Linked DNA regions of Mus musculus: regions 1 and 2 are each linked to region 3. Evidence: chromatin contacts called from public Hi-C and HiChIP or PLAC-seq data. All regions are on one chromosome and are shown on one strand. Each heading gives the region's core, a stretch centred on a gene start, on an enhancer-like site or on the middle of the called end of the contact. The rest is flanking DNA. Distances are from core to core; before and after follow the strand shown.

Region 1 (2,700 bases), core at 82-2,581, 850 kb after region 3:
TACCTTCCAGGGGCAGCATGACCACCATGTTGCTGTTTTGTTTTGTTTTTAGTTTTTGGGGTTTTTTTTTGGTTTTTCGAGACAGGGTTTCTCTGTGTAGTCCTGGCTGTCCTGGAACTCACTTTGTAGACCAGGCTGGCCTCGAACTCAGAAATCCACCTGTCTCTGCCTCCCAAGTGCTGGGATTAAAGGCCACCACCGCCCGGCTGTTTGTTTGTTTTTATGCCTGTTAATTTTTTTAAGTATTTTTTTTTCTTTATTTGTGTGAATGTTAGCATTGGGTGTCCTGAAACTCACTCTGTTGACCAGGCTGGCCTGGAACTCAGAGAGATCCAACTGTCTCTGCCCTCCAAGTGCTGGGATTAAAGGCATGGGCCAGCTTTAAGAGCATTTGCCTGGCTGCAAATGCTCTTCCTTGATGCTCAGCCATCTCTCCAGGCGCTTGGATGAATGGTGATGTCAAAAATAACTTCCACAACTATTCTGATGGTTAGTGACAACAAAACTATTTTGCCTTTTGTCTTTAAAACATTATTTGTCAAAACTGAAAGGTGTTCTGTTTTGTGAAATTAAGGCCTAAACAACAACTTTAGCATTAGCAACTTTTTGGTATCCATCACTGACTGCAATTAATACACTTATCGCTAGAGTAAGTGAGCTTCCATTTCACAGGCTAGGGAAAGCAGCCGAATTGGGGGAGTCACTCAGAGGTCACTGAGAAGTTGTGAACTGAACCTGTCCAGAAACCGCGGCCCAAGTTCCTAGAGAAGATCCGGTATCTTCCCACAACACCAACTAAAATTCTCGATCGAACAGATAAGGAAACTAACAAAGAAGTACCGGAGCGGGTAAGGGCCAGCTTACCTTGTCCTCGGGGTCTTTTACCTCTACGAACATGCCAAGCCCAGGGGTGGCTGGCTGGTACTCCTCCCGCTGTTTGTCATACAGCTGCGTCCGGTAATTTCCTGGAGACAGGCGGAAAAAGGAAGATGAAATAAGCTCGAAGAGGTGCGGGGTTCGCGGCCAGGCTAGCTACCCGGAACAGGTCGCATCCCCCTCCGCCCCAGGACCACTGACTTGTCCCAAACGCTTCCCTGCGCCCCCGCACCGATGACCATGGTCTCGTCCGGAATCTCCTCAATGAAGCACTTCTTTTCTGTTTCTCCGATGTGGAAATACAGCGCGCTTCCGCGGGCTGCAAGCCACAGCAGTAGCAGGAAGGCCCGCATCCCTCTCCCCAGCAAGAGACCCGGTGAGCTTCCGACAACCCGCACGCCTCGCACCGCAGCCATCTTGCCCCACCTGCCTGCGCAGGCGCAGACTGCCGAGCCACGTAGCCCAGCGGAGGCCACCGCAGTGCCTGCCGGGACTGCGAGTTCCGCCGCATGGACTACAAGTCCCTAGATACACCACGCCTCCGCGCGGCAGTACCTGATTGGGGCTGGTTTCTGCAAGCTGAGGACTGGGGTCTCCAAAATGGAAGGATTTTCTTCGGTTTAGCCAAATAGCGAGATGACTGATAATAGTTGTCAGCCTGCGCAACATATAAGCGGAGGCAAGGTTCGAACCTGTTTCACCCAATAGTAATACAACTCTCCCTCTTGCCCATCCTCTCCCCATCCCTCTTTACTTTTATTTGATTTGACACAGGGTCTTGCTATGTTGCTTTGCCTCACTGGAATTTACAATGCAAACTCCCCCCGGCCTGAAATTTGTAGGGATCTTTCTGACTCTTAAGGTTGGGATATAAGGTGCACACAACACTATGTTCAGCCATCCTACTCTCGGTTACTATTTGCACTGTCTATTCTTTCCCACTCATATCATTACTTTATATTCCAAAATGAACCTCTTAGGGGCAACATGCAATTAGATCATGCCTTTTGAACGCCATCTTGCCAAGTTCTACCTTTTAATTGTAGGGTTTATGCCACTTACATTTAATTTAATCATTAATAAGATTTATAACTATCATTGTGTTGTTTATGTATGTCTTGTGTTTGTTGTTCACCAATACCTTTGTCTGTACTAAGTAGATACATTGTGGCATCTTTTTTTTTTTTTTTCTTGAGACAGTCTAACTATGTAGCCCTGCCTGGCTCTGACCTTGATAGGTAGACCATGTTGGTATCTCTCTAAACTCCACCCCCACAGTTCCTGGCAGAAGCCAAGTATGCTCCGCCCCACAGTTACCTGGCAACAGTCAGGTAGTCCTGGCTCTATAAAAGGGGCTGCTTGGCCCCTCCTCTCTCTCTTACTCTCTTACTCTCTTGCCTCTTTCCCTTTGCTCTTTATTCCCTTCCCCTCTCTCTTCACGTCGCCATGGCCAGCCCCTACTTCTTTACTCTCTCCTTCTCTCTGCCTCTGCTACTCTCTTAACTGCCTTCCCCATGCCCTAAATAAACTATTCTATACTATACCAGTGTGGTCTGGTCCCTCAGGGGGAAGGGATGCCTTGGCATGGGCCCACTAAGGCAACCTCTTCCCCCACACCCCGCCAGAACATATTCTTATAGCTCGCTCTCTTTTTATGATCACAACAGACCAGGCTGTCCTTCTTGATCTTATAGAGCTCTGTCTACCTCTGCCTCCCTAGTGCTGGGATTAAATTAATCTCTTCATGCTTGTAGGGTTGATAAAGGATACACATTCCTCTCTAGGCTTTGGATTGATAGAGATAAGGAAAGCCCACACAGGCAA
Region 2 (2,897 bases), core at 234-2,733, 610 kb after region 3:
GCACCTTGAAGCAAGGCCAAGGGAGTATGAGACAGTTCTGGCCCCACCCTGCATGTCTGCCCTTGCCCCCACAATTCTCACAAGGCACCCATCCAGGGCCCAGCTACTTCCCTCTGGTGGTAGAGAAGGTAGGAGAAGGACCAAAGGCAGAGCCTTGCAGTCCCCACCACTAACATACCTGTAGAGCCAACCCAAGAAATGACTACAGGAGAAGATGATGTCCTGGGCTCTGGACACTGGAGAACAGAGAAGTGCTTCTTTCCTAAGCCCTAGTCTACCCCATCAGTGGCTGGTTCAGGGGAGAGGTCTGCAGGTGAGGCCCAGAGACAGCCTAGGGGTCCTCCGTGGCTACAGAGGCAGGTCAGGGCCACCTCAGTTGTGACCTGTTTACTCAAGAAGCTGAAGTCCCTGGGCCAGTTAACAATTGTTGGATAAAATCCTTGGACAAACTTCATTGGAGCGTGAGGAGCTAAGGAGGGGACCACTCTTGTGAGCCTAGAGGGTAAAGTCTTTGCTTGGGGAGGGGGGAGCTCTGGAGCTACAGTTTCCTAGCAGTGTATCGGGAGAAAACCCAAAGGCTTCCTAAGCTCCCAGCCCAGGGTTGTGAGACATCAGTCACCTGGCCTACCAGGCCTCTGCTGAAGCCCTGAGAATTCAGAAAGTAGGCCCCACACTGGAGCAAAGTTACCCTAAAGGAGGGCAGAGGCTGGCAAGGCCTACCTGGTGGCTGCCAAAGACCTGATCATTGTAGGTGCAAAACAAAGGGGGATGTGGAAAGGCCACGGGCCTGGTGGGGCTCTTGGGGTCTCCAGTCCCACTCGCCATGGCCTAGAGCCAACAGAAACGTTTCGTCTGATTAGAAGCCGTCATCTCTACCCCAATTCCGGAAAATTGACTGCGGTGCAGAGAGGAAGGCCATGAGAGCAGCCTTAGGGGAGAGGGTCCAAACTAATTAGAAGACAGCATCCGGGGCCCATTAGAGCTCGCAGGCTGCTGTCACTCAGCCGGCCCCGAGTTCCTGGGAGAAGCGACTGAGGTAGGAGGGGCCCGTCTGCCCCTCGAGGACGACACCACCGCTGGGAGCTGCAGCAACCGGGAACCGGCCCCCCGGCTCTGCCACTGACTGCCCTGGCGCTGGCTCGGAGGCGCCGGCTCAGAGCGATCCTGCTCAGCGAACCTTCACTCATTCTAAGTTGTTCTCTCCCGTGGCTGGGGACTTGAGGTGGCCCAGACAGGAGTTGACTCTCAGCGAAACAAGTCACTTGGGGCCCCCAAGGTGTGCACCAGCCGCCCGGGGCTAGCTGGCCAGATGCGTTTCTTTTGTGCGGCCAAGGGAGAAATTCGTGTGTCACCGGGGAAGGAGGGAGAGGCGCGGTGAGGCCGCGGGAGAGGGGGGGAGGTGAGGCGGCGGGAAGGTGGCTGCGACGGGGAGGGCGCGGGCGAGGCCAGGAGGGAGGGAGGGAGAGAGGGAGGGAGGGAGGACGGCGGGGAGGGCGCGGCGCGGGCGGCTCGAGGCTGGATTCCGCCCGCGCCCGCTCCCTCGCTCGCTTGCTCACTCGCTCGCGCCCTCCCTCCTTCTCTCCCAGCCCCCTCCCACCGAGGCCCACCCCACCCACCACCCCTGGCGCAGGGACTGCTGGAACCTGGCTGCGCGCACTGTCGTTTTCAGACAGACTCTGCGGGCTCCGACCCGAGCCTTAGAAACCGGCCTCGAATCGGGACTGGGGCCCGGGCCGGCCGGGCAGCTGAGGCCGGAGCAGCAGGAGCGCGTGGCGGAGCCCCGAGCCCCGAACCCGGTCCCGCAGCCTGGAGAGGTCGATGGAGCTCGAACGGCGTCGCTGTGGGCGCGGGCAGCCCTGGGGGGCAGCCGCTTAGGCGCCACTCTCTTGTCCCCAACAGGTCGCAGCCTGGGCGGCCGGGAGCTCCCAGCCCCGGCCCCTGGAGCGCCCGTTGCGGTCCCCACCTCCATGGACGCCTTCAAGGGAGGCATGAGCCTGGAGAGGCTACCGGAGGGGCTGCGGCCACCGCCACCACCACCGCACGACATGGGGCCCAGCTTCCACCTGGCCCGCGCCGCCGACCCCCGGGAGCCGCTGGAGAACTCCGCCAGCGAATCGTCCGACGCTGATCTGCCAGGTAAACGCGGCTCCCCCAACCCGCGGCGGGCATCCAGCCTCCGCGCACACCGGGCGGCTTGGCACGCAGCCGGGTCCCCTCTGCGTCTCTGCAGCGAGGAGCTTTCTTTTTCCTCCCTGGTCTTAACCTGACGATGAACACGGAAATTTACACGCGCGTTCGCACGCACACGCGAAGTCACTTCCAAACAGTCCCCCACACGCCAAGCCCTGAGTGGGACTGGCAGCCCCTCTGGAGCAGGAGCAGATAGCACGCGGGAGAAAAAAGTTGAGTTTTCCCTAACTGGTTGCTGAGGAGTCGCTGGGGCTCAGGGCGAGAAGCAGATGTGCAGGGAGTAGAAGGGGTGGCCAGACAAAGTGCCCAAAGAGACACCTTGACAGATGGAGGAAAGAATCCTAAAAGAAGAGGTGGGGTCACAGAGCAGGCTAGAAGAGAGGGGTCCGTAAAGCCGAGCTCGAGCTCTGGGGACAGCGAGAGCCAGCCAGCTAGGAGGCGCGGCCTGACTCCCGGCAGAGCCGGCAGAACCCTGCTGCAGCGGGGATCCTGGCCCACGTGGACACCTCAGCCCAGAGCCACCAGGGGTCCAGCCAGGGTGGGTTCTCGACTCCACAAATCCCCCAGTTGTCTTTTAAAAAACAAAACAAAACAAAACAACCCCGATCTCTTGAGCTGGGCCCGAGATTGGGTGGCTTCGGCCATGTCCGTTTCCAGGCCTGTCCTGTCTTGGAGCGGCTGTGCACGGGAGGGGGGTCCCAACCCCA
Region 3 (2,809 bases), core at 177-2,676:
GGATTAGAGTCCTAGTGCCTGCAGATGCTCACCTTAGGAAAGTCACCAATTTCTTCTATATTTCCATTTCCTATCTGCTGAATAAGGCTGTAAAGGCACCTACTTCGTTGGGGTTGCTATGTAATGAGAGAAATACGCATAAGCGGAGCAAAGGGCACGGGATGCAGGATTCAATACACAATAGCCAAGAAAAGCAAATGTAGAGGACAGTGGCTGTTCTGAGAGGCAGGGGCACAACTGTGACTCACGGGGAAGATGAGGCATAAAAATACTCTGCAGCTTAGAGGGGTGTTTTACCTCTTGATGGAGTTACTAAAAATCATCAAATCATACACTTGAGCTGGAGGCATTTTTTAATGGAGAATACAAACCTTGGAAGACACAGCACAGGTACTTCAGCCTACCTGGAACCTGCTAAGCATCCTGTCCATGGGTTGCAGGTGACTGGCTATGAGACCGGCTTTGCAGGGAGCCTGAGGCAGAGACTCAGGCTCTCAGCCTCTGACTTGACAGAGAGAGACCTCAGGACACAGCAAGCTCCAGCTGGACTTTATTCAGAAACTTTACTTTTGTTAACTACTCCGGCTTGGTGGTGAACCTAGCAACAGCTGAGGGGTTGGGGTGGGGTACCAAAAAGTTCAGAAGAGCTAAAGATGGGGGTGCTGAAGGCGGCCAAACCAGAGGGATTCCTCTCAGCTGTAGTGTCGCGAGCCACTACACCACAGCGCTCGACTTCCTACCCTGCGGGCTCCGCTCCCTTCAGGATCAATGCCCTTAAGACAACCTGATCTTGAAGTCCAAGTTCTTGGCCGCCCTGAGACCCGGATTTCAGCTGCCAAACCAAGCGCTAACCCAAGCGCTAGTAACTTGGAGATGTCACCAACTCAGGTATGCCCCCGGTCACTGAAGGGTGTGCGCATATTTGGGTGACTCCATTGGTTGTCTGCCCTGACCAGCGGTTTAATCATTATGGGACCCGAGTTACGTTGGAGCCTAAGTTGAGGCAAATCAGAAGCTCGAGAAAATCGATGTGACTCTTAAAGAGCTTGGCTTCACAAATTAGGAGGGAACTCAGGACCAGCCAAGCGGACTGGGCTAGGGACACCCGGTGCTACAGGCGTAGCTCACTCCTGGATGGGCAATGCAAAGCACTGAGCACACTGGGTGCGAACAGCTGGCTTGGCGCCGCCGGGCAGTTTGCCCTGTGGTGCGGGGGTGGGGGTGGTCTTTCGCAAGCAAACTCACCTCCGATCCAGCCTGCCACAAAGTCTTCCAGCTGGAAGCTGCCCATGACCGACACGGCGTGCGCCTCGCCCTCCCGCAGCCGGCGCTACACGCGCTCAGTGTGTGTCGGGCATGGCCCCACCGGATCAGGAACACAGCAGAGGCGCGACTCCGTCACCCTGCAAGTTCTTCTCTAAACTCCGAGTTCCAGCCACCCGCGCTCGGGCTGTCAGCGAATGAGGGCGGGTGGCTGACAACCCGCCCCCAAAAGACCTTAAAGGCACAGCACTTCGACAAGGTGTGATCCAGGAGGCGGGGCCCCAGTCTCTTAGGGGAATTCCTTTGGTTCTTCTTGACACTACTCTCTCCCCAACAGTACAGCTTCTGAGTCTTCAGGTGGAAGCGCCAGCCAGAGGAACCGGTCCCTGTTTAACAGTTTGCAAAGTTCATCAAAAGACGGAAAGAGGGACGGACGCTTTACAACCACCAAATGTTGCCTGCAATAGAACTCACCTGGAAGACTCACCTGTGTTAAAGCAAACAGTCCTGCACTTACTAACGGAAGGTTTGGTGTTGCAGTAAATCTCCTCCCAAATATGCCCGGGCAATGAAAACATGACTCAGTTAATATGAATACATGCTGTGCGCCTAGATTGGGCAGATCTACCACTCCACTACCATCTTCCACAGTTTATGAGACCCCTTAGAACTTGAGGTTTCTCCAGGCCATGTGCTTCTGCTCTTCACCTTCCATTTTCTCCTCCTTCTCTCTCCTCATCTTCCACTCCACCTTCCCTTTTATCTGCCCAATCAGCAGCTCGCCTTTATTTTACAAATTAAGGTGGGAAGCAGGTTTACAGGAAACCACCTGAGTGCTGGCTGACTCATTCCTTGTTCCCATCCACTCACAGGAGACCAGAATTAATATCAAATATAATTATCCCCAGGGCTATCCACAACAGTTTGGGGAGATGGGTTAGTGGAAAGTTCACCTGCTGTGCACGCATGAGGACCTGAGTTTGGGGTCCCAGAGCCCATACAAATGCCTGACATGGTTGGGTGCCTGGAACTTCAGAGTTGAGTGGGGGGGGGGGGGTCCTCATAGACAGGAGGAGCACTTGACAGCTTAGTGGGAAACAGCATAGGAGACTTAAGGTTCTCCACACATACACACACACACACACACACTGTCTCTCTCATATGCACATACATGCGTGCACACACATATACACTCACATGCACACACATACATAGATATACCTGTACACAACTCACACAGGTGTGCATGCACACATATAAATATATACACACAAGCACATACATGTGTGCACACACATATATATGCATGCAAACACATACATGCACATACATACACATGTGTGCATGCATACATGTACATACATATACATAAGCACACATACACATTCACAGCACACATACATACACATGCATGCACATACACACATTGAGCCACTGCTGCTCCATCCCCCTCCTGAGATGACACTTGGTGGGGGTTAGTGTCGCTCTGTGCTGACCTGGCAAGGTAATTCCTGTCAACTGTGGCCCTTCCTCTAGCCACGCCCTC

The links. A called contact is a pair of places that touch in the nucleus more often than the background predicts. HiChIP or PLAC-seq counts read pairs in DNA pulled down with a chosen protein or histone mark.
Region 1: a FOXA1 HiChIP or PLAC-seq map of pancreatic cancer cells shows a contact between it and region 3. The contact joins the promoter of Tmed9 here to the promoter of Slc25a48 in region 3.
Region 2: a contact with region 3 is called in a Hi-C map of embryonic stem cells, with 4 times the contacts expected there. The contact joins the promoter of Pitx1 here to the promoter of Slc25a48 in region 3. A contact is called at or near these places in 2 of 39 promoter capture datasets (embryonic stem cells and hippocampal neurons), 13 of 484 Hi-C or Micro-C datasets (all in embryonic stem cells), 3 of 115 datasets of contacts at active chromatin or transcription factors (embryonic hindbrain, embryonic limb bud and embryonic stem cells) and 2 of 9 other capture datasets (embryonic stem cells and liver).

What each region holds. Positions count from the first base shown.
Region 1 is chr13:55,591,766-55,594,465 of GRCm38.p6, reverse strand. Tmed9 (transmembrane p24 trafficking protein 9) reads right to left here and starts at 1,331. Exons shown (of 5, transcript NM_026211.3): 1 at 1,109-1,331; 2 at 865-965. The coding sequence starts at 1,292.
Region 2 is chr13:55,830,011-55,832,907 of GRCm38.p6, reverse strand. It overlaps Pitx1 (paired-like homeodomain transcription factor 1), which reads left to right and starts at 1,483. Exons shown (of 3, transcript NM_011097.2): 1 at 1,483-2,136. The coding sequence starts at 1,968.
Region 3 is chr13:56,436,972-56,439,780 of GRCm38.p6, reverse strand. Slc25a48 (solute carrier family 25, member 48) reads right to left here and starts at 1,426. Exons shown (of 8, transcript NM_177809.4): 1 at 1,246-1,426. The coding sequence starts at 1,291.